7 separate regions of the Mus musculus genome follow, and all the other regions are linked to region 3. A link is a contact called in public Hi-C, HiCAR-type and HiChIP or PLAC-seq data. All regions are on one chromosome and are shown on one strand. Each heading gives the region's core, a stretch centred on a gene start, on an enhancer-like site or on the middle of the called end of the contact. The rest is flanking DNA. Distances are from core to core; before and after follow the strand shown.

Region 1 (3,318 bases), core at 296-2,795, 770 kb before region 3:
CCTGTTTCTAAAGGGTATTGATGCTTACCCAGTGGGGTTGCTGGCTGAGCTAAATTGGACAGTATACTTAGGGCACCAGGCCTTGGAAGGTGTTAAATAAACATCAGCTGGAGAGAAATGAGAGGTCATAGCATATTGCTTTTCCTTTGACTCTGCTTTGAGAAATATGAACTGTGAGAAGTTTTCCTTTGAAAAGAAGGACTGTTAAGCCCATTAATGGTCCATGAAATGATATTTCCTCATAGCAATGACTATACATAAATGACAGGAACTGAAAGCTTCTTTGATGATTATGGAGAGGACTCTAATCATGGAGAGCTACACAAAAGTAGTCTAAAGGAGGGACGAGGAAGTGGATGGAAGGATATTCCTGCATCGGAAAGGAGTGTGCTCTCCCCACTCTTCCCTCCCAGCACGATTACAGCAGATGATATTTATCTTAATCTCTTTTAAAAATACTGTTATAAGTGCTTTTCTTTCTTCATAGGAGAAAAACATCTTAAAATGCAAGTAAAAAAAGAATTGGGGCAGCCTTGGAAAATATTGTTTAACACAGAAAAACTGCACACTGATGGGCCCTTGTTGAACCTACTTGATGCCTGGCAAATCTTGGGTGTCCAGTATCAAGACTCTCCCCCTGTTATCCTAGGTGGCTTCCCTTATAAGCCCTTCTCATACTGTCCTATCCCTGTCCACTGTAAAGGGATGGAAACCTTCCTATGGGGTAATCTCCTGGACTTGATAATTCCCTCCACCCCAGAACTCCAATCCAATGACATGTGGTGGCCTCAGGCTTCACCCTGGAGTTCATCACAGTTGAAGAGCGCTGGGACTAATGTGAAAAATGAACCAGCAAGAGAGGCTCAAGGCTAATGAGCAATACTGAAGGCCAGCTGGAAGAGGGGCCATAACAAGTTCAGAGTAGTGAGAATCTGTAAGTAAGATACAGAGGTCCACGGCACCTCTCTTTCCTGAATCTTGCATGTTTTAGTGAATTCTCAAACATCAAGGCAGTGCTGTGGGAAACACCAGGCAGAGAGATGTGTAGGTAGTTGGAGAAAGACCACTTGTGGCTGTAGGATGGCTTTATTGGAATAAGTCCTAGACCTGAGGGGTTCCTTAACTCTGAGTGCATAGTTTGGAATTGTTGACTTAAATTGAACTGAACTGATAGACAGCCAGTTTATACAGGAGAATCAGACAATCAGTTTTTAATGTTGAAAAATTACATGTATTTGACACCAAGAAGGAAAACAAACAGCAGGAGCCAATGCAGTTTTGTTATCATCTCAGCTGGAGACCTGGGGATAGAGTAGGAACTAAATCAGAAGCCCAAATGGAGAACCAGGCATGCCAGACTGCATTTGGGGAGTAATGGGTACCAAAAGAAAGAATATTCACTTATAGGAAGGGAGTGTTTGCCTCTGAGGAGGAGGTGGTGTGGTTGCCATCCAGAATTCAGGGAGTCATGCTTTATCCCCAGCCCCCAGAAGACCCAAGTTTGCATAGGATTTCAGTTCTTTTTCAGCTCTGTCATGAGAGGTATGCATAAATTTGCATTTTAGTTAGCTCCCAAATAGCTTTACCAGCAAAAGCAGAAAGGCTCTCCATAGCAATGCATACTCCAAAGAAATAGAGTTTATGTGTGAAGCAAAACCTGACCTTAATCTAACTCCCAGTTCATCCACTCTTGATTCCTGTCAAAACACCAAATAATCTTTTCTTGTGGGCCTGCACTCTGCTATTTTGAGGTCCGTCATCCTGGACTGCAATAGGAGAAATCAGCATGCTTCTCACTAAGCGTGCTCTAGCATTTACAAAGGTTGCTTTTCTATGCTCCCAGATCCATATCCCTTGCCATATTTGGGAGCCCTCAATGCCAGGACATCATGATGGGCATGAGAACTTTTCCATGGGCAAGGAGGCACAGAACAAGCAAAATATCCTGACTCTGAAGTAACCCCACTGGACCCAGTTTTGTCATCAAATGGAGTTGCATGGAGAAGATCTGGTACCATAAACTGTGCATGTCCCCCCACCCCAAGAAGCACTCAGCACTGCTGTCCCAGGCTCCCTTGAACCTCAAGAATAACATTAAGAAGATGACACAGATCATGTCTGAGACTTTCAATAGCAGAGACAGACACATGACCATTCAGGTAGACCTTTCTGTCTCTACTTCCTCCATATTCCCTGAGCCATGGGTGGGGGTGGGGGATATGATATAGACATTTCTTTTAGGAAAGGATCTTCTAGTCTCTTATTCTCTATACCTTGACTAGTTATAGGCCTCTGTTAATCACTATCTACTAAAGAATTAAGATTCTATGGTGAGGGTTGAGAGATGTGCTAATCTATGAATTTAATGTCAATTTATTAGGAATTGGTTTAATAGCTTGTCAGTTTAACAGAATACTACTGGTGCATTCTCTCCTAGAACCTATTACCTGTCTGTATAGTTTTTTGTCCCCCATAATGGTGCCAGTTATGTGTTTTGTCATGTGGAGTGGCTCTTATTTTCAATCTGAAAGTGAGTTGTCACTCCCATAATATTTATCCCATTATTGTACCAATGGGCATGCCTCCCTAGCCCAATGATTATTCATAGCCCACAGTGTTAACTAGATAAGTAGGTTTCTGCCACAGTGGATGTGGGACAGGGAAGCACTTATTCCTTGTTGGTGGGAGTGTGAACTGGTATGGCCATTATTGAAATCAGTGTGGAAATTTCTTAAAAATCTAGAAATAGATCTACCACATGATCCAGCTATCACTGTTTTGGGTTATACCTAAAGGATTCTGTATCCTACTGTTGTGTTACCTGCTCATCCATGTTCATTGCTGCTCCATCACAAAACCTAAGAAATGGAAATAACCTAGATGTCCATCACATGGTGACTGGATAATGAAGATGTAGCATATATACCTAACAAAATATTATTATTTAAATTTTTCAAAGAATGCTTTGAAATTCATTGGTAAATGGATGTAACTAGAAACAATTATTCTGGGTGAGGTAACCCAGGCCCCAAAAGGCAAATGCTTTCATTCATCTGTAATTGTTATTTATGGATCCTCAAATATTTCTGTTTCACTTGGAGTACCCTACCCAGTGTATATCTTGATTTAAATCATTTTTTTCAAGTGGCTAAGGTCACTTGATGGCAGGGGAAAGCCCTCTATGGACGAGAAATTCCCACCCTTGTTGATCTTTCTGAGCATGGTGCTATAATCTGTACAGGGTATAATGATGGAAAAGACATGTCCCTGGGTATCTCCTGGCTGGCAAGGATTCCTGAACCAGTTATCATTTCTTGT
Region 2 (3,423 bases), core at 30-2,529, 840 kb before region 3:
GGGGGGTACTGGTTAGTTCATATTGTTGTTCCACCTATAGGGTTGCAGACCCCTTTAGCTCCTTGGGTACTTTCTCTAGCTCCTCCATTGGGGGCCTTAAAACCCATGTTCTGCCAGTTTTAGAGTGAGCACACCCCAGTTCACACCTCTATGAAACCAGCATTCATTAAGTGCCATTAATGGGATGGTGATGGCGTCAATGATAACGATGAGGACATTGAAGATGCGGGTAACATTTTGTCCTCTTTCCTTTCTATCCATCTATTTGGAGAGGAAGACACTGCTAGATTTTCTTCCATGATACTGAAGTGCCTGGTACCTCTACTCTATGCAAGACCAGTTCTTTGTCTGCTTCTCAGGCTGCCTCTGACGAAGACAAGCACATCTCTGTCTTAGTTAGGGTTTTACTGCTGTGACCAGACACCGTGTCCACAGCAACTCTTATATGGACAACATTTAATTGGGGCTGGCTTACAGGCTCATAGGTTCAGTCTATTATTATCAAGATGAGAGCATGGCAGCATCCACGTAGGCCTGGTGCAGGAGGAGCTGAGAGTTCCAAATCTTCATCTGAAGCCTGCTAGGAGAAAACTGGTTTCCAGTCAGCTAGGACAAGGTTTTTAAAGCCCACACCCACAGTGACACACCTACTCCAACAAGGCCATACCTACTCCAAAACAGTGCCACTCCTTAGGCCAAGCATATCCAAACTACCACAGCTTCTAAGGGTAGCTTTGAAGCTTCAAAAGTAAACACTTGTATGCTTGTAGGTGATTCTTTAGAGACAACATTGAAGCGAGTGAGCAGCCTCAGAAAACCTGCTTTGCTTTCCTCTTCAGTACGTTTACTTTTTTGTGTGTCAACAGTAATCTTCAAATTTTTTAATGCTTTAAAGCCTAGAAGTAATAAATTCAGCATCTGGATATTTATTTTAAGTGCACTTCTGGCCTGACATCTTTGTAGAATGGCAAGAAAAAGACTGTTGCCACTCTTATCTGTCACATCTTTTTCATTTTAAAATGTGAATAGAGGGCCCCACCTACATCCTGACATTTCTTCCTCCACTTTTGTGTGATTCCTGCTCCTCCATGCCCCAACACAGAGATTTAACAGGACTTCCTGGTTATGTACAGTGTGTGTTTGTATGCTCTATGTCTGTAAAGGCATTCTCTGCATTTATTTTGCATCAGATTCCAATTGTAAATTGGTTGTAGAGACGTCACTGGCTTCCTGCCTGTGGCATTTCTGATGGATGGCCCCTATTTATACAGAACAGCATGGCTTGTGCAAAGCTACAAGACTCCATGCCATGCCTAATGGATTGGAAGGAGAGAGCTGGCAGTCCCACTGTGAAGAGAGCCATCCATTTCCTTTCATAAGCAGTCAGAGAAGCTTGCAGGGGGAACCAAGTCCTGGCTCTTCTACAAAACCTTCCTGATTTCCTGAAGACTCAATCTTGCAGCTAACATGCAGAGACAACCTGTGCTTAAGAGCATGGCCATAGGGCAGAACAACATGTGTGAACCTCTGCTGGGACCATTTGCTGGTATATGTTTCTATGACTGCGATGGTTCTGTTTACAGTAAGAGATGGAGATGAGCTATCTTGTGAGGGGTGTCTTACCCTGGTTGGCAAGCTATAAAAGGATACCACAGACAGAGGACTTGTATATAACATGTTTTCCCTCACAGTTCTGATGGTTGGAAGTTCATTATGCAGGGCAAGCCTTGTGTCTGGTTAGTGTCCTCTTCCTGGCTGATAGATGGCCTTTTCATCTCATGCCCTCACTTGCTGGATAGGGGTTGGGGAGGCAGCTGTCTTTTATAAAAGCACTAGTCTCATTTAATAAGTGATTGGCTCTTATCATCTCCTATGAACTCTACCACTTAGGACTGTCTTATTGGTGATAGTTTTTAACATGTTAACAAAAGCTCAGAGGTTAAGAGCAGTGGCTTCTATTCCATAGCACTAGAGTTTGATTTCCAACATTAAAGCTCAGAACTGTCTGTAATTCCAGTCCCAAGAAAATATGACTCCCTTTTCTGTCTTCTGAGGGCAAAAGGCACACATGTGATACCCATGCTTACATATAGATGGAACACTCATAAACAATACATACATACATACATACATACATACATACATACATACATACATACAAGATCCAGGCTATAACAGGGAGCTTTGTGAGATTTGTAGGACTGTTTGCTTCTTCATCATTTCAGTAGGTTCAGGCCATGTAACCTGCTTTCCTACCTGCTGTCCCTCTTGCCTTAAACAATAATCAGAGACTATGTATACTCAGCTATAAACTACTTTGTCAAACTGATTTTTAAGACAGAGGATGGGAAGTCAAGAATGGGAAAACACTCTTAGTGTCTCACCAGTAAGGGTGGTTGGATATGAGTGGACAGGTGCTCTCTTTATCTTTGTCATGTTAAAATAGGAGACAATACTGATGATCAACTGATTTTTATGAAATATGGTTGGGTGGGAAAGGAAGTGCTTTACTATGCACCAAAAAGACAAACAAAACAAAACAAAACAACCCCCAAAACCAAGACCAAACCAAAATAATCCTCCCAAACAAAAATAAAATAACAAAACCCAAAACTAAGAGCAAACAAAACCAACCAAAAAAAACTGTCTTAAGTATATATACCCTCAATTCTTGACATTTAAGTTATGGTACTACATATATATAAAGAAATGTTTATACATCTATGATTTGCATGGTTTTCTGAAACATTTGAAAAGACTAAATTGTCCATCATCAGGGAGTCAATTGAACCAATAATGGCATGGCTAGTCAGTTGATGACTTTTAATGACTTAGTAAAATTGACAAAGACCAAGTAACACATGCAACATACAAGATGTTGTTCAGAACACAAAGTTAAAAAAATACATCTACATGCCATATGAATGAAAGACTATGCTAAGTACATGAAGTCAGTGATAGAAAACTACATATTGTAAGATTCCATTTATATGATTTTAGCAAAATTGGTAACTCTACTAATAGTCTCACTGAAACATGACTGTACCATGTGTATTGGTTGGCTTGCTGTTGCTATAATAAAACGGTATGGCCGAAAGCAGCTTAGAGCAGAAGGGGGTTTATTTTATCTCACACTGACAAACGAACCACCACTGAAGGAAGTCAGGAACTCAAGGCAGGAATCTAGAGCAGAGACTAAGAAGGAAGTAGCACACCAAGTCATCTTGTTTACAGGGTGTGATGGTTAGTTCTCACTGCCTGACTGGATTTGGAGTCACCTGGGATACACACTTCTGAGTAGGTCTCAGTGTGTTTCCAGGGAGGGTTAACTGAAGAAGGAAGACTTACCATGAGTACAGGGAGCACTATGCCATGGCTGGCGGGTTCCAGACTGAAGAAAAAGGGAACAAGGAGTGAGAACAC
Region 3 (3,150 bases), core at 73-2,572:
TAACAATTTCTCTTCTACTTCCTCGGAACTTACACAGTGTACCAACCCTATCTAGGCAGTCCAGAAGCAGAGTTGAAACCCACTCCTTCCTCCTTCCACAAGCTGGCTTGGATTGAGTGAGCTCTTAGATGCCAAGGGCAGTTTCAAGAGCCCTGTATCCACTTGCTCAGTACAACAACCCAAGCAAACGAACGCTGGGACCAGGGCCCTTTGCAAGGGAGTACGTGGAAACACAAACCTAGGAAACAGTGGATATGGCCCAAAGAGCCCAAGATCACACCGTAATGGAGAAGTGCCGCAAATTCGCCCCAACATTACAGCCTCATTCTAGTGAGTAAACAGCCAGGCAGCTCTGGCCTCCCCCACTGCAAAGGCTTGTCCCCAGAAGTCTCCAGAACTGAAAACGGAGAGACTCCTGCGCACACCGTCTTTCCTCTTAACATTCCACGGAAAAGTTGTAGATGAGATAGTTCCAGTGAGAGGATACCCACTGACAAACCAGATCTTAGAAATGCCTTTTAAATCCACCATTTATGATCTACGACCCACACACGTTAAATTCCGTACCCTCACTTCCCTATTAAAACAGAAAAACTTCTACCCTAACCTAAACCAAATCCCCATCCCCAGGCTGCCTTGGGGACCTTTCTAACTCTGATTCCCACTATCAGCCTTTGCTTAGCGCTGGTCTGCGAAGCTGTCTATCCATCCGCAAAGGAAAGGCCCTCGGCGGAGTAGACGGGAAGGGCGGGGATGTGGATGCTTATAGTGACCTGCTCTGCGGCTCCCAGTCCTGGCTGCACAGACACCGCAATCCCTAACCCCGCGGTGCCCCTCCCCAAGCCTACCTAAATCCCACCTCGAGTCCCACGCCCTCAGAAAAAGCGGTGGCTTTGCCTGATCGCCCTCTCTCTCCACTGCGACCCTGAATGGGGCTCTTCTGGGCACCGCCAGCCACATCCTCTCGGTGCACGCCCAACGCCTCGTCCCTCGGGTTGACCCCACGGGCTTCGAGCCTCTCGGGAGTTCTTCCCTAGCCTCGCCAGCTGTTCCCGCAGATCCCTCTCTTGAGGCAGTGATATTGTTCCCGCGCTGCCTCCTCCGGCGTCTCTCAGACGGGTCCGGCCTCCACCCAGCCCGCTGCTGTCCACGTGGCTTGGCTGAGCTATATTGAGCTTGCAGGAAGCCCCAAGCTAGAGGAAAGCCGAGCTGAGGCCGGCAGGAGGGGCGGAGGGGGGCGCCCGAGCGCCAAGGGGCGGGCGCTGGGCGGAGGAAGGGGAGGAACCTAGAGCCGAAGAGCCGTGCTGGGCGCGCCGGAGTCACGGCTGGGACCGGGCGGGCGAAAGCGACTCCTCCCCGGACGCCCCGCCTCTCACTCCCGTTACACCCGGGGGAAGGTGTTCCAGAGGCGGCTCCCATCCTCACCCCGCCTCCCTTTTCTCCGGCGCTAACCTCTGCCGGCGGAGCCCACTATGCCAGACACTTTCGACACTTTGCAAAGACAAAGAGCCCTAAACCGGAGGGAGGAGAGAGGAGGAGGCAGAGAAGGAGCGTGAGGTTTGAGCTGGCTGGGTAAGTATCCTGAACACATCTCCTTAGATACCTCTCTGAACCTCTTCAGTGCCCCCAAAGTCCGGAGTGTCTCTGGCTTTGGTAAGTACGCACCCAGCTGGTCCCTGTCCCGGTGCCCCAGGGACGGCGCCCCCTCGCGAGTTGGGGCTGGAGAAATGTTGCTTGTGTTCTCTGAGTACTGAGGTGATCGTCCCGACCCGGGCACAGAAGGGGTGGGAAAGGGACTAGAAAGGTGTAACAGTAGAAATGGGACCAAAGACCCTAGGCGCCAAGAGGGAGACACAAGGAGAGAGATCTCTGTCTCCGCCACGGTGGTCTTCTACCTGCGGGTCAGGGAGGAGACTCCAGCTCTGGGGCTCCAGGCTCTTTGGCACTTACTGGAGGAGCCTGCCGGAGCTCAGTGAAGAGCCTATGGCAGTTGTAGCAGTGGCTCCCGGAGCGGCCGTGGTGACATTGCGCCCAGCACCGCAGTGGATCCCCGCCCGGGCCGCGGGTAGGAGACTCCATCAGGCGCAGATTGTCCCCACTCTCTAGAGAAGCGGAGGTCTCGGGCTGGGACACTGGGGACGCTTGGAAAGCGTTGGTTTTCCAGACCAGAGGTCTGGACAGTGTCCGGATGGAGTCTCCCGATCAGCTGTGGGCAGGCGCGGACCCGGGAGGAGGCTGTTGGTCCCCGGGACACCTCTAATACCGCCCCGTTTCGGATCTCGGGGAGAAGTTGGAGCTTAGGACAGCACAGCAAAAAGCGGTGTGTCAGAAAGTGGGTAGATGAGGGTGGTCAAAGTGAGCGTGGCGGTGGAAAGTCTAAACTTGGAATCTGCTCCAAACCCGTTAGGCGCCGCAGCTGCCAAGAAATAATGGGACAAAAGTTAGCAAAGTCTGCATCTCTGTAGTGTGACCTGCGCAGGGCATGGTCTGCTGCTTTGATATGTGCACGGGGTGGGCAATGGTGACACCGGACAAAGCGACTTGGTTGGAGTACTATTAGCTCGGGATTCGGACCTTTGCGCAAGCAACTTTCAGCCCTCGTTTTTCTACGCGTGGGTGTTTGAGTGTGACCTTGCGGGAGGCAGCGCGGCTGAACTCGAGAAGGGGATTAAGTCTCCCGGTGCCTGCCTCGTAGTACAGGTAAAGCGTGGGGCCCTTCGCCTTGCTTCACCGTGGAGTCTCAGAAAAGGTGCCCGAACCTCCATCCATCTGCTGGAACCTGGAGTTTCTCCAGCCTTTTGCACAAGGGTCCTAGCCAGCTTCTTCCTCCAGCAGGAATTGGTGGCGCGCTCCATGAGAGACATGTGCGCGCCCAAAAGCGTGCGAGTGGGTGGGAGTTGGGATGGTCAAGCCATCTCGGAAGCTGATTGACTCCCGGAGACACTAGTGACCCTCCCCCACCCCCCACCCCCCAGGACAGGAACAAGCTCGCACAGTTGCTACATCAGGCATTTGCCAGACTTTCTCTGTGTTTAATGGGTAAAGCCTGTCCTCTCCCAGTTTACCACTGTCTCGGGTCCCCACGCTTCCATGGACTTGTGGTGAGATGGAGCGCCCACGCCTTCCTGCTGCAGGTGAGGGGCGCTCCCC
Region 4 (3,157 bases), core at 386-2,885, 720 kb before region 3:
AAGGTCAAAAGCTTCTGTGGGCCTGTCACTTGGGTTTTCTCATTCTCCTGTGAGTCTGGAAGACACTCAAGGCAGCACCAGACTTCAGATTGCCTTCTAGAGGAGTCTAGAACCCATCGTAGACTTCTGCAAATCCTTGTTCCAGGGCTCCATTCATAGAGTCAGATGGATGGAATGGCAATCTCCGCTCCCTTTGATGCAAAGGTGTCTGAAAAAGGAATTCTGTGAGGGGGAAGAATACCTGCTACACGATGCCATGTGTCTGTGTCTCTGCATTCAGGTCTTTGAGTGTTTTTGAAACATAGGATCAGTTGCCAGTCTTCCTAAGTTGAAATTCTGACTTTGTTACTTAGTCTTCGCATTGAAATGGGGTATTTAATCAACCCTCAATTTTCTCATTGGTAAAATCGGGATGACACAGGGTCGGTGAATATGAAATGCTTGCAAATGCTTTGTAGGCATCAGCCAGTTACCAGGTATGAGAGCCAAGCTTTGCTCTCTACCTGCAAAAGTGCAGAGACCTGTGTTTGGATTTGTCAGTCTAAGAGCCCATTGTCCTTAAAGTCCAGAGATGTGGTTTAGAATCACCTTTTCTGTGGGTGACCTTTGTGACTTGGGATGTATTACTTAATCTCTTTAAGACTTGCAGTGTCCTTAAAAGATCATAGCCACACACACTAGAACTATCTCTCAGTTGAAAGGATTGATTGTGACAGTACCAGAGACGTGCTCAGAATGCAGCCTAGCTTAATGTGATTATGTGTGTGTGTGTGTGTGTGTGTGTGTGATTATGTCTGGTAATGCATGCTTTAAATGGCTTATTCATTCATTCACGCACTCAAGAAACATCTTTTGATCATTTGTTTTATATTTTGTTTTATCCATTGACTTTTGAGTCAGGGATAAATAAAAATTTATTTTCTCAAGTAATTCTAATCATGACCACTTAAATTCCACCACAGCCCTCTACAAGAGGGATTTATTTCTTAGTTTTTCAATATGGAAATCTAAGGCTAAGAATGGTGAAGTCTTTTAATTATAGTAGTCAGGGTCAAACTTTGGAAAACTGGAAATAGAGCCAGGATTTCAACCAAAGACTTCCGAGTGTGCCTTTTTTGATTGAAGTCAGCTTGTCTAAACCCATCAGTGTGAATGACAGTTACAAAGCTGGCTAGTGTCTGTCATCCTTGTTTTGAATTTTTGCTGAGATTCTTGCTGTAACAGTAAGAGCATGTTCTTCTTCACACACATGAGGATGCTGAGGACACAGGATGTTATAAGCACCATAGTTTACAGACCTAGAAAGAGGCAGAGCCAGGAGACAATGCAGGAATCTGTCCTGTGCTCCATGGGGCTGCCTCTATGCTGAATATCTTATCCAATGGTCACTTCTGCAATGTCACTACTCTCTCCTGACCTAGGCCCAGATCTGCTTGTTGATTCCCTGACAGTGAATTTCTTCCACAGCTAGCCTTTGAGGTTGGGAAGAAGAGTGACAGACAGGAGTTTTCTCCTCTCTCTGTATGTTCACTTTGGCCAAGCTGACTCGTGATATTCATACAGGGTGGGGAACCAGAAAGAGCTGACTCCACCAGCAGCTGCACATGGTCCCAATCAGCACCAGGGGGCCCTGGGGGGTCTTCTTTCCTTTGCCAATCTACAAACAGATTGACATGAACTTGGCTGGCATGTCCTCTCCAAGTCCGGTGGGACAAGAGATGGGGCGTCATTCTCCCAACTTCTTTTCCAGATGGTTGAATCCAAGACAGAAAATGAAATGAGCCTGAAAATATGCTGCTTGGAAGAGCCCCAGGGTTCTGGAACATCATGATGGCTGGGCAAGAACGGTTCTCTCCCACGGAGTCAGGCTCGGTGGGACAGCCAGTGAGAAGAATAGATCATGCAATGAGAATGAAATTGCTTCTGGACGCAGGGCTTCAGCTCTGTGGTTTCAACTCCCATCAGCCAGCAGCACTGCGGCTTTACTCAAGCAGCACACTGTGCCATCCACTAAGCGAGTGCAAGAAGAGTCGGCAGAGGCAAAGTCTTCCTGATGAGTCCACAGCTGCATTTGGCAAGAGCACATTAGCTTGTGGAATCGGGCCGAAGAAGAGCCTCAAAATAATAAAAGGCAAGAATTTTGTTTTGTTCTTTTCTACAAAGTGAGTATATTCTACTTATATCACAGGTGAGAATGGTTTGAAGGTTAGCCATACTGAGGACCTACTGTGTGCTTACACAGGCCTATTCAGGATCTCTTCATTCTTTTAGAAAAGATGTTGTCATCAAGTGAATACACACTCAGTTACAGAAACATCGATGTTAGGTTACCCTGACCTAAAACAGCCAATCCTTGGCTGGGGTTTAAAGAATCAGAGGCAGAGTTCTGATGATGTGGCCTTGGATTCAGCTCTCTCCATAGTCAGACTCTTTCTTAAGATATTTCAATGTCTTTATTCAATCAGTATGAAGGGTGAGTGAGCTGAAAGCAGGCTTGATGCAAAGGACAGAGCCAACTTCAGACAGTATACTTTCTCCAGCACCAAAGATCTTCCTGCTGCTTCTGAATCGCTCTCCTGACCCCTGGGGCCAGTGCTGCCATGCTCAAAGAAAACGAAACACTCAATCTTCCTAAGATTTGCATGGGCTGGAATTTCCAGGAAACACTATTTCTTCCTAGGAGCAGCTCTAAAGCTGTGGGGAATATGAGAGGACATATTAAGACCTCAGCCCTCTTCTGCCTAGGGTTGGGATGATTCTGAGGTTGGATTTTAACTGTACTCCTCAGTTTATTCTTGGGACTAAGCTCTAGTGGCTCACTTTAGCAACTGTCTTAAAAACAACTCTTTCTGGTCCCTGATCCCGTCCTGGATCATGGTCCTTATTCCCTATCAATGTACCTTGTATTGACAATAGGCAGTTTGTTCTTCAATTCATTATGTAAAGCAACACTCACCAAACTGTCATGCATGGAACGGATCCAGTCTGCTGCTTGATTTAAATAAATAAGGTGTGGTTGCTTCAGTTACTTTTCTAGTGGCTAGAAAGAAGCAACTTAAGAAAGAAAGGATTTTGATCTCATGTTCAGATCCCACAGCACACCAGAGAGGGCATGGTGTAACCGAGGGACGACCATGCGTCATCTGCAGCAGCTGCA
Region 5 (3,178 bases), core at 555-3,054, 990 kb before region 3:
TCCTGCTTGTCGGGAGCTTGACCACTATAGGCAGGACTGTAGGGTCAGAGGAAGATGGATGGCCAAGTATTTTGCATAACATACTATCAGTGGCAGGGCTCAGGGGAGGAGCTGATGGGCAGAGAGTCAGTGAAGAGAGGAGGCAGTGGACCTGAGGTGCAGTGCTGGAACTGAAAGGTGCTTTCTTGTGTGCCAGCACTTAGTAAGCACTGTGGGCCCAGTGTGTACTTTCGGCTTGCTCATGGTACGCTAGTTAGTGCATTCAGGGACTAGCAAGCCAGGTTAGTTTTACCAGTGAGGAACACGAGGCACAGAACGCTATGAAATGCTCGTGTTGTACAGCCAAAAAGTAGTGGGAACTGGGATTTGGACCCATGCTACATGATTCTAAAGCCCTGTTCTTTACATCTTTACTGACTCGCACTAAGAGAAAGCGATACCTCCCATGTGGAGGCAAGAAAGGAGGAGTTGACAGTGGTGACGAGATGAATACCTATATGTCATTTTCTGAGGGCACTGAAGGAAGTCATTGCTAGGAGTTTTCTCAGTAGAGAAGGAGGCAGAAGCCTTTGTGTGGAGATTGGTTTAGGATGGTGCTCAGGGGAGTCGTCTGGGAGTGGTCAGAGACAGACCACGAACCTGACGCTGATGCAAATCCAGGGAGATGGCAGCCTGAGGATTATAAATCTGTTCCCCTGGGGGATAATGCTTGCATGGCAGACAGAGGTCTGGAGTGGGAGAGCGTGGTTCAGTCTTTCCTTTCTTTGTATGTGACGCAGGATGGGACAAATATTCCATCTTCTGGTCACTTTTCCATGAAACACAATTATAAACTGCCTTGAGATTTGCTGCAGGCATCAGTGAGATGGTCTCCTACATTCCTCAGAAGAAGACCCTGTGTATGTCCAGGCTTAATGTATAGCCAACACTATGCATTCAAGGACACGGGGTGTCAGTATTCCATACCAGGCTTAATGTATAGCCAACACTATGCATTCACAGGACACGGGTGTCAGTATTCCACATTGAACTTCTGGAAGAAATCTCTCAATTTGAAAACCTTCTGAATTCTGAGAAAGGTTTAGGAAACGAAAGGCTGCAGTTTTAGGATGGAGTGTTCATGGCCTGCTCTTTTTCACTTGTCTATGAATTTCTTTATAATGATGGAACTGTAAAGGATAAAGAAAAGCCTACTTACCCACATTACATTATTCGCGAGTCTTTGGAGCTAATCACTGCAATTGCACTGTAAGTATTCTTTCTCCCAGCTCACTCCCAAAATAAAACATGGAAAAAGAGCAGCAGTAGGCAAATGCAAAAGATAAGCATGAAGACTAACAAGAAGGGGCAACATAAGATAAGTCTGGGGACTCTCCATAGTCATAGGTGTTGATCACACGTGAGGAACTTCATTCACACGGTGGGCAGGTGCTCAGAGAGTCTAACAGTTCAAAGAGGTCAAGAAATGCATTTGAGATGAACCACGACAGCAGTTCTCACACTGGCTGGGTGGGGGAAAGCAATACAAGTGGAGTAGGCACAATAGCTTGGGAATAGTTACATGTGAGTCATGCAGAATGTCCAGTGTTTTGTGCTTCTGTTTATGTTATGAATGGGAATATTCTTCCAGACTTGACCTGAGTGCCTGATCCTATTGATTTTTGCAAAGAATGACGTGGCCTATAATTTTATTTAGTTTAACTCAGTTGAGTTGGATTTAATGACTGCTTTGTAAGTTGGGCAGGGTGTCTGTCTTCAGGGAGTTACCAGACTGTAGGGAGAGCAGAGGTGATCAAATCACTGTGGTATGCAAGAGCATTTTGGCAGGAGGGAGCTGTAGGATTACAGAATGCTGATAGGCAGCTAGAACTGTCCTGAAGCCGAGGCTTGGGAACCCTGACTTCTGCGGTATTTCTGTAAGGCGGAACAAGATGAGGTCGGCCAGACATGAGGTGTGCGGACACGTTGGGAGTAAGCAAGTATACTGCTCTGTTCAGTTGGATGTTTTATATGGTGTGAACTGTTCTTTGGGATCCCCACCCATGTTTGCACAGACACGTGTAAATGTACAGCTATCCATTTCTCGTTGGTAGGTGTGAAGCCCTTCAAGTGTTCTCTGTGTGAATATGCAACTCGTAGCAAGAGCAACCTCAAAGCTCATATGAATCGTCACAGCACTGAGAAGACCCACCTCTGTGACATGTGTGGCAAGAAATTCAAATCCAAAGGGACACTGAAAAGTCATAAGCTCCTTCACACGTCTGATGGTGAGTTCCCAAGCTCCAGTGGCCTGTAAGTGCAAGGCTGGAAGCTGGCATGCCAAGGCCAGCAGAGACTGTCCGATCCCGGGTAACAGGAAAACACTAGACTTCACAGGATGTACAATCTGAAAGTGCACGTGGTCCTAGCCTGTCTTTCTTCTCACCAGGGCTAAGCACTGTCTCCCTTCAACATGCTCTGCATAAACCCCTGTGGGATACGTGAGCATGTGTCATAAGCAGGGAGAGGTAGACTGCTGGAGGAAGTAAGATGTTAATGTTTGGTTCTGGAAGTTTCTGTCCTCTTTAGCCTTCCATCTCACCTTGAGCCTGATTGTAAGGATAGCTGTGCTGGCACCTGGCCTGATGTTTTTAACATCAAAGCTACCTCAGGGTTTTTACTGATAGGGCTTAGCCTGAAATGTAATCAGTATGAATTCCTGTGGTTGTGAGCTGTGAAGGTGGGTTCTGGGCGCAACAAGGCCATAAGGATCAGTTCCTGTTTCTAGGTGGGATAACAAAGAGCAGGTATGTATTTGAAGGTAAGTGTCTGATTATGGAGAGCTCAGAAGCCTAAGGGTCAAGGCTCAGGCACAGAGCGTTCATAACACTTTCTGATATGGGCTTCACAGAGGAAAGACATTGAGAAACACAGGTAGCCAAACCATACTAGAAAAAGTTTTGATTTAATTAGAAACCTCAGTTGGTGGGAGGTACTTGTGACTGCTCCATGTTACAAGGTTAATAAAATTTCTTAATATATGGTTCTTGCAGCGTAATTAGACATAAGAATTAGGGCTTAGTGAACAGATTAATGTAAGTTCCATGCTGATTCCAATTCTGGAGCTTAGGAGATGATGTGTCTATCATATCTGGCCTCTGTTGGGTATCTGTCCTGGGAGTCAGCCCTGCTGGGTGTG
Region 6 (3,248 bases), core at 599-3,098, 810 kb before region 3:
CTAGAGGGACAGTTTCCATTTACAGAAACAATGAAGACTACGGAGAAGGCCAGGCCTTGGTGGTGAAGATCTGGAAAGTAGTTTTGAATATGTATTTCTGTGTTATCTGTACATGTCTAATGTCAAAATGAATAATATCCTGGTCTACACATTCTTCTGTAGCCTGATCTTAACACACAACAGAGCAGATTTTTTTTTCTGGTTCTGCTACATGCATACTGGGAATATTGATGAGCCTTAGCCTAGCTTGTATCCTGTGTCTACATTTCTTCATCAGAAAACAAAATTGCAATACCATGATAATCACATTTTCTGCTATCCCATTACACTTCTAGGGAATCAATGCGTGTAAAAGGATATTATTACTAATTCATGAAAATGTTGAATTTGACCCAAGGTTTGTAGAAAGAATAATTTGCACTTGTGGGAGTAAGCTTTGGTTATCAGTGGCTGAGAGGGGACTGCGTGGATAAGAGAATCACTGAGCAAATGAGTCTGCTTATCTCCTGGTTCCTCTTGTTCATCTCACATCACCGTATCTATTCACTATGACAGCAATATTTTCTAATTAGAAGATTCAGCATTCTCAGGAAGAAACTCTTGAGTGGCTAAGGTATCTGTGGAAATTCTCTCATTGGATCTGGGAGAAGAGAAGGCACTGATTTAAGCTGACAGTGATCTCCTCTGAGCCCAGTTATAAGTCAAGTATTGCTGAAGATGAGTAAAAACCACTAAAGCAATTACCAAGCATAGATTTTCGATAACTCATAAAGCAACAATAACAATGATATAGCTACCTCAGAAGTACTTTCCAGTCATGGCAAGATACAGCCCCATGGACAACCTTGTGTCTCAAGTAGTAAACATCTTTACCGATTTATTGTTAAAATTGGAAAATGTGAGATATTTCAAACTTAAAGAAAGCAAAAGTTTGCATTCCAGACTGTTCTCTGTTTTAAACATGTGTTGATATTTGATATTTCATTTTACTTGTGTGAGATATATATATGATGTATACCCATGTGTGTGCATAGCCTCTGGACATATGGAGGCCAGGAGAGGGTGTGTTGAGTGTCCAGATCTACCCCTCTATCACTCCTTGAAGGTAGGGTCTCTTGATGAATCTGGAACAAGGCTGGTGGCCAGCAAGCTGAACAATCCTCCTGTCTCTGCTTCCCATACCCCTCAATACTGGGGATATGGGTACAGCTACATTGACCTGTTAAATGGGTGGTGGGGATTTGAACTCAGGTTCCCAAGCTTGCACAGCAAACACTCTGACCCAGTCTCCCTTCCATCCACATTTTATCTTTTAGTCAGCTCAGCTGTTTTAAAGAATGGCAAGAGGCTGGTTTGTTCAGGTTTAATTTTTCACTGTCCTGGAGACCAAAGTCATTGGTCACAAATTTGACATGGCAAATGCTGGTGGTGTGGGGCTTGTGGGAAGGGTTTCTTCTGCATGGCAGACAGCTATCATTACATGGAAGAAAGTATGGAGGGGGAGGCAGGGAAGCTCTCATTCACCAACATTCCACACTCATTATCTAATTACCTCCCAGGGGTCAGATACAATTGCAGCCATGTTGGGATATGTGAACATTCAGTCCATAACACTGCTGTTTTGGCTTATTGTTTCTTAATAGGCTTATTGAATTTTATTTATATAACATTAAATTCACTCAGCTTGAATATACAATTCAATTATATTTAGTAACCTTGCCAAATGCAGCCATCACTGTAAATCAATTTCAAGACATTTTTTTTATCCGTACGACAAGATCACATGTGTCTATATTAATCCATGTTTCCAACCACAGCTCCAAGCAACCAGCACTTTATTTTTGGTTCTGTATTTTGCTTATTCTTGAGTTTCTTTTACAGAATTACGTAATATGAGGCTTTTTGTATCTGGCTTATTTCACTTAATGTCATGAAAATGAACCTCATCTGGTGCTGTGGCATGCATCATTATTGCATTTTAAAGTTGTTTTCTTATTAATTTATTTCTTATGTGTGTATACACATGCATGTCTCGATGTGTATGGATGTGGAGTTTGGAAGACTGGTTGCAGGAAGGAGACAGCTTTTGTTCTTCCATCATGCGGGTTCTGGGGACTTGTCAGGTCTGGTGTCATCTGTTTTTACTCAATGAGCCATCTCAATTCCTTATTGCTAAATCCTATTCACTTTAGTGAATACATTACACTTCAGTGATCTATCCCACAATTAATAGACACATAGCTTACTTGAAACTTTTTCTATTTGAACAAGACTGCAGTGAATATTCACATGCTATTCAACATTTTCCTTGCCCTTGAATAGAGAACTAAGAGTAGATCAGTGGCTCCTCTCAGGTCCGTGTCTAACATTCTAGAAACTGCTGGAATGTTTTCCAAAGTGTTTGCACAACGTCCTTATCACTGGTGATGTGCTATTACCCATGTTTCTACGTCTTCAGAATTCAGCTTTAATCCTTTTCCTGTATTATACTTACTCTCTGTGGGAATGTATTTTGCTGTGGTTTTGTTCATATCCCTATATTAGCACCTGCAATGTATAAATTAGCCATTTCATAACTGATGACACTTCTATGCATAATTTTCCCATCCTTTGATTGTTTTGTGTTATAGGATATATGTCGTTTTTGAAAATTATGGGTATGAGTCCTTTCTTGAGTATGAATTTTGCAAATATTTTCTACCAGTCAATTGTTTTATATGCTTATTTACTTACAACAGTCATTTGAAATTAAAATATTTGTCAGGTAGGCATATTTATTTTTAGTCCCAGCACTTGGGAGACAGATGCAGGGAGATCTCTTTGAGTCCTAGACCAGTCTTGTCTGTATAGTGAGTTTCAGGATAGCCAAGGCGACATAGTGAGAACTTGTCTCAAAGCTATATATATATATATATATATATATATATATATATATATGTATATGTATATGTATATGTATATATGTATATATGCGTATGCGTATGCGTATGCGTATGCGTATGCGTATGCGTATGCGTATGCGTATGCGTATGCGTATGCGTATGCGTATATGTATATGTATATGTATATGTATATGTATACACACACACACACACATACATACATACACACACACACACACACACACACACACACGTGTGTCTATACCTCACAGTTTAGGGATAATGGGCATGCACTGTCACACCTGGGTTTTTACCTGGGTGCTAGGAATCTGAACTCAGGTACTCATGCTTAAGCAACAAGTATTT
Region 7 (3,464 bases), core at 103-2,602, 970 kb before region 3:
GAACACTTCTCTTTTTTCAGTGTCCTCTGGAGGTGGCTGGGCATTCATTTTTCTCCCTTTAGGAGTCTGCTGTAACGTTACTGTTCAGAATCTTCCTAGACAAAGCTGGCCACTGTCTTCCTTCAGTGGGTGAGCTCCTTCTTGCTCCTCCTTGCTAACAACTGACCATGCTGCCTTGTGTCTGTACACTGCCTTCTTGATCCCCTCTGAGAATCTGCTTTCCTACCTGGCAAGGGACACCTGTGTGTACACAGTCCCTTTACATGCAGGAGCTACCAGCCTGGCAATGATCACTTTGTCCTCCGCTTCATTCCAGGGAAGCAATTCAAGTGCACGGTGTGTGACTACACAGCAGCCCAGAAACCCCAGCTGCTGCGACACATGGAGCAGCATGCCTCCTTCAAGGTAAGAGGTATGCGAGGCGGAAGTGGGAAGGACGCAAGTGGACACACAGCACTTGTGGCATTGACTTTGCTTTCCAGCCCTTTAATTGTCATATGCGGAGTTTACTCTGTGCTCCCTCGTTCCATAAGCATAGAGTTTCTCTGTGTTTTGGAAACCAAGACAAGAAACAGTGTTCAAGAGGGTACAGACAGAAGACAAGGCATGTCCTTCCCGCTTGAAACTGGAGTCAGTTTTGAGGAGTGTGAAGTATAGACATTGGGAGGCGGATCTGTGCCTTCAGGTCTTAGATTCCTGCAGGTAAATTGCCTGGTAAACAGTTAAAGCCCACCTGGCAGGCTTCTATATGAGTGGAGAGCATTCTGGTATACCCACTGTAGGCCCTAGCACAGTGCTTCTCAGCCTTCCTAATGCTGCCATCCTTAAATATAGTTCCTCATGCTATTGTGATTACCAACCACAAACTTATTTTACTGCTACTTCATAATGGTGATTTTGTTACTGTTCTGAATTGTAATGTAAAAATCTGATTTGCGATTCCTGTGAAAGGGTTGTTTGACACCGCTCCCCCAAGGGTTCATAACCTACAAGTTGAGAACCACTAGCCTATCATGTGCAGGGGTTGGAGGATGGAGTCCTTCTAGTTTTCCTAATGCTTGTAAGTAATGTTTTTTCAGCAGGTTTGGTAGCATCTACTTAGCCAGTCTCTCGTGGAATTTTGCAGAGGAAGAAAGATGACCCACTGTGTTTCTCAATAAAAACTCTGCATATCACTTAAGTCATCTTGACCCTTGACATTGTTACATCTGCTGATATGTGCTCAGAGAAATTGAATTTTTAAGGTTTGTGACCATTATGCTTTAAAATGCTTTTTGAAATGCCTTTTATAGAATCTCATAGAATTGTCTAATCTGGAAGGAATGTTGGTCGCCACATTTCGGGCTTTCTCTCATTGAACTTCTCAAGCTCTGGCTTTGTGTAAGGAGATTCCTAACTGTCACCTTAGGGCTCCCAATGGTACAAACTGCTGCCCTTGCTTATCAGATGAGAAACCCGAGCCTCAGAATTGAGCTGACCAGCTGTAGTCTTTTCTGCCACAGACTCTGATTTCAGCTGGTGTTGTCATGTTGACCTTGTCTGTCATTTGTGAGGTGAGAAGGACCTTCTGCAGCAGCAAGCTCATCCTGTGTTCAGAACAGCTTGTGCGGCCTCTTAGGACGTCTCCTCATACAATTGAAGGACTTAAAGCACTCTGAGTGTGCAGGCATACGCTTTTAGCATCCAGAAAACAAAGGAGGCAGAACTTAAACTACATCCTCCCACTGTTCAGTGTTCTTCCTGCTGTATCTTCTCAGTGAATTTGGGCAGGAGGGGAGAACTGGAAAGGCTATAATCATGAAGACAGTTTTCAGGTGAACATGACTTGCTACGGTGGAACCCACATATCACCAGGAGTAGTACCATATGACTGAATCTGTTAAGTCTTCAGTTTTTATCCCCATTTTTCTATGTAATTAAAGCAAAGGGCTTAATTTCATGTCTTACGGGACACAAACGTGTTTCGCCGGGAGATGATACTCCAAGAGTAGTGTATTTACCATGCTAGAGAGCAGAGGACCAAAGCAGCCTTCTGTCTTTGTAAATGAGGAATTAGGTCAGCTGCAGGTAATTCTTCTATCTGTTTCTGTCTCAGTGGCCTTTGCAGTCATTCTTGGTTTACACTGGTCCTGATGAGAATAGATGAAACAGTCTTTAGCCCTGAGCAAAATTCTCATTTTCTAAGGTTTTTGCCTGTGGCTTATGTGCTCGTGAGAGGAGTGTGGGATTTATTCTGTTAAGCATCTACACAAACAGTTACCATATATTTCCTCCACTGTATCTTTGGCATCCAGTGCAGAACCTGTTGTTGCTGCATTTAGCTGGGTCCTGGGCCATGGCTGGTCTCCCCCAGACTCCCAGTGTATTCAGGATCCTCTTTATCAAGTATCCATAGCTTAGAATGAAACTCACACATGTTGTGCAACACCACAGGCAGCCTTGGTCTCTCGTTCTGTAGCTCTTCTGTGTCAGTTTGTCTAAGTGGAATTTCTCAGTTCACAGAACAGCATGAAGTTGTTCCACACCATCCTCTATCATCCAGACAGTAGTAATCACTCTTCTGTATTCTCCCCTCTCATCTCAGGTTCATTTCCTCTTGCTAAAATGGATTATCACCACATTGTGTTGAAAGAACATACACATTTTATGATTCTGTAACTCAAAAGTCTAGCATGCTGCTCCCTCTGCCCCCAAGATCAACTGTCAATGTTGGCAGGGCCAGCTCTCAGACCCATACCCTTGTCTTTCCTCACTGCTAGAGTCACCTGCAAGTGGCTTATAGCCACTTTCTCTATTTCAAAGCCAGTAACATGGCATGTCCCCTCACGTCTTCTGCTCTAAATTTCCTCTCTGACTTTTAAAGATCCATTTTGGGCTGCTGGTGGGTGATGTTGGAGAGATGGCTGTTGGGGAAGTACTGTGTAGAACGAGCATGAGGTCCTTATTTTACTCCCCGGCACTCACATGAAGAGCTGGCTACAGTGGTGCACGACTGTAATCCTGGCACTGGGGAGACAGAGACAGGCAGATCCCTGGATCATGATCCGCATACAGTGAGCTCTGGGTTCACTGAGGAAACTCTCAGAACATAAGGTGAAAACTGATTACAGATGATTAGCAACCTGACGTTTACCTCTGGCCTCTGTGTGCCCTCAGGCTCACATGCACATGGGTATATAAACACACGGCATGTGCACACACACAGGGGGTGGGGGGTGGGGGGAGGGGAGAGACAAAGACAGAGAACTTTGTGCTTGCTGGAACTTTGTGGCTCAGGTGGTAGAGTGCTTGCCTATCGTATACTCCATTTCAGTTTCCACCAAGTAAATCAGAAATGACAGCATATTTGTAATCCCAGCACTCAGAAATTGGACACAAGAGGCCCAGTATTCAACTTTGACTATGTAGCAAGCTCAAGACCAGCTTGGGATTCAGGACACCATGTCCCAAATAATTAAATATTT

What was found. Hi-C and Micro-C count contacts between places; a contact is called where the count stands out from the background. HiCAR-type assays count read pairs that join an accessible place to other places. HiChIP or PLAC-seq counts read pairs in DNA pulled down with a chosen protein or histone mark.
Region 1: an H3K4me3 HiChIP or PLAC-seq map of stem cell-derived neural progenitor cells shows a contact between it and region 3, with 7 times the contacts expected there. The contact joins the enhancer-like site here to the promoter of St3gal1 in region 3. A contact is called at or near these places in 1 of 39 promoter capture datasets (hippocampal neurons), 1 of 15 datasets of contacts at CTCF or cohesin (the NIH/3T3 cell line), 17 of 115 datasets of contacts at active chromatin or transcription factors (the SCID.adh cell line, VIP interneurons, acute myeloid leukemia and 14 more) and 1 of 9 other capture datasets (macrophages).
Region 2: an H3K4me3 HiChIP or PLAC-seq map of neural tube shows a contact between it and region 3, with 4 times the contacts expected there. The contact joins the enhancer-like site here to the promoter of St3gal1 in region 3. A contact is called at or near these places in 2 of 39 promoter capture datasets (embryonic stem cells and hippocampal neurons), 1 of 15 datasets of contacts at CTCF or cohesin (the NIH/3T3 cell line), 14 of 115 datasets of contacts at active chromatin or transcription factors (the NIH/3T3 cell line, SST interneurons, acute myeloid leukemia and 11 more) and 1 of 9 other capture datasets (macrophages).
Region 4: a Hi-C map of uterus shows a contact between it and region 3, with 4 times the contacts expected there. The contact joins the enhancer-like site here to the promoter of St3gal1 in region 3. A contact is called at or near these places in 1 of 15 datasets of contacts at CTCF or cohesin (the NIH/3T3 cell line), 13 of 484 Hi-C or Micro-C datasets (bone marrow-derived macrophages, cardiomyocytes, cerebral cortex and 5 more), 20 of 115 datasets of contacts at active chromatin or transcription factors (VIP interneurons, astrocytes, bone marrow-derived dendritic cells and 15 more) and 2 of 9 other capture datasets (embryonic stem cells and macrophages).
Region 5: an HNF4G HiChIP or PLAC-seq map of pancreatic cancer cells shows a contact between it and region 3. The contact joins the enhancer-like site here to the promoter of St3gal1 in region 3. A contact is called at or near these places in 2 of 39 promoter capture datasets (embryonic stem cells and hippocampal neurons), 3 of 484 Hi-C or Micro-C datasets (bone marrow-derived macrophages, cerebral cortex and neutrophils), 28 of 115 datasets of contacts at active chromatin or transcription factors (DN3 thymocytes, the NIH/3T3 cell line, the SCID.adh cell line and 22 more) and 1 of 9 other capture datasets (macrophages).
Region 6: a HiCAR-type map of PVALB interneurons shows a contact between it and region 3, with 5 times the contacts expected there. The contact joins the enhancer-like site here to the promoter of St3gal1 in region 3. A contact is called at or near these places in 2 of 39 promoter capture datasets (embryonic stem cells and hippocampal neurons), 12 of 484 Hi-C or Micro-C datasets (the BV-2 cell line, the C2C12 cell line, bone marrow-derived macrophages and 6 more), 25 of 115 datasets of contacts at active chromatin or transcription factors (the NIH/3T3 cell line, PVALB interneurons, SST interneurons and 19 more) and 2 of 9 other capture datasets (embryonic stem cells and macrophages).
Region 7: an H3K27ac HiChIP or PLAC-seq map of the NIH/3T3 cell line shows a contact between it and region 3, with 12 times the contacts expected there. The contact joins the enhancer-like site here to the promoter of St3gal1 in region 3. A contact is called at or near these places in 1 of 39 promoter capture datasets (embryonic stem cells), 2 of 484 Hi-C or Micro-C datasets (bone marrow-derived macrophages and cerebral cortex) and 16 of 115 datasets of contacts at active chromatin or transcription factors (the NIH/3T3 cell line, the SCID.adh cell line, SST interneurons and 12 more).

The regions. Positions count from the first base shown.
Region 1 is chr15:67,941,403-67,944,720 of GRCm38.p6, reverse strand. No RefSeq gene overlaps it. Among named protein-coding and RNA genes, the nearest start is that of Zfat, 320 kb to the left of the region's middle. Within about 2 kb of position 1,545, at least 9 of the 459 cell types and tissues checked have an H3K27ac peak or open chromatin away from gene starts, as enhancers often do. A contact at or near this core is called in astrocytes and stem cell-derived neural progenitor cells, where this site is marked.
Region 2 is chr15:68,012,982-68,016,404 of GRCm38.p6, reverse strand. No RefSeq gene overlaps it. Among named protein-coding and RNA genes, the nearest start is that of Zfat, 240 kb to the left of the region's middle. Within about 2 kb of position 1,279, at least 6 of the 459 cell types and tissues checked have an H3K27ac peak or open chromatin away from gene starts, as enhancers often do. A contact at or near this core is called in neural tube, where this site is marked.
Region 3 is chr15:67,175,054-67,178,203 of GRCm38.p6, reverse strand. St3gal1 (ST3 beta-galactoside alpha-2,3-sialyltransferase 1) reads left to right here and starts at 1,322. Exons shown (of 9, transcript NM_009177.4): 1 at 1,322-1,572.
Region 4 is chr15:67,899,984-67,903,140 of GRCm38.p6, reverse strand. No RefSeq gene overlaps it. Among named protein-coding and RNA genes, the nearest start is that of Zfat, 360 kb to the left of the region's middle. Within about 2 kb of position 1,635, at least 32 of the 459 cell types and tissues checked have an H3K27ac peak or open chromatin away from gene starts, as enhancers often do. A contact at or near this core is called in VIP interneurons, cerebral cortex, cortical neurons and 3 more, where this site is marked.
Region 5 is chr15:68,164,842-68,168,019 of GRCm38.p6, reverse strand. It overlaps Zfat (zinc finger and AT hook domain containing), which reads left to right. Exons shown (of 16, transcript NM_001145888.1): 10 at 2,094-2,267. Among named protein-coding and RNA genes, the nearest start is that of Zfat, 92 kb to the left of the region's middle. Within about 2 kb of position 1,804, at least 79 of the 459 cell types and tissues checked have an H3K27ac peak or open chromatin away from gene starts, as enhancers often do. A contact at or near this core is called in the NIH/3T3 cell line, SST interneurons, acute myeloid leukemia and 2 more, where this site is marked.
Region 6 is chr15:67,988,406-67,991,653 of GRCm38.p6, reverse strand. No RefSeq gene overlaps it. Among named protein-coding and RNA genes, the nearest start is that of Zfat, 270 kb to the left of the region's middle. Within about 2 kb of position 1,848, at least 8 of the 459 cell types and tissues checked have an H3K27ac peak or open chromatin away from gene starts, as enhancers often do. A contact at or near this core is called in the BV-2 cell line, PVALB interneurons, bone marrow-derived macrophages and 1 more, where this site is marked.
Region 7 is chr15:68,143,444-68,146,907 of GRCm38.p6, reverse strand. Zfat (zinc finger and AT hook domain containing) reads left to right here. Exons shown (of 16, transcript NM_001145888.1): 11 at 317-405. Among named protein-coding and RNA genes, the nearest start is that of Zfat, 110 kb to the left of the region's middle. Within about 2 kb of position 1,352, at least 17 of the 459 cell types and tissues checked have an H3K27ac peak or open chromatin away from gene starts, as enhancers often do. A contact at or near this core is called in the NIH/3T3 cell line, where this site is marked.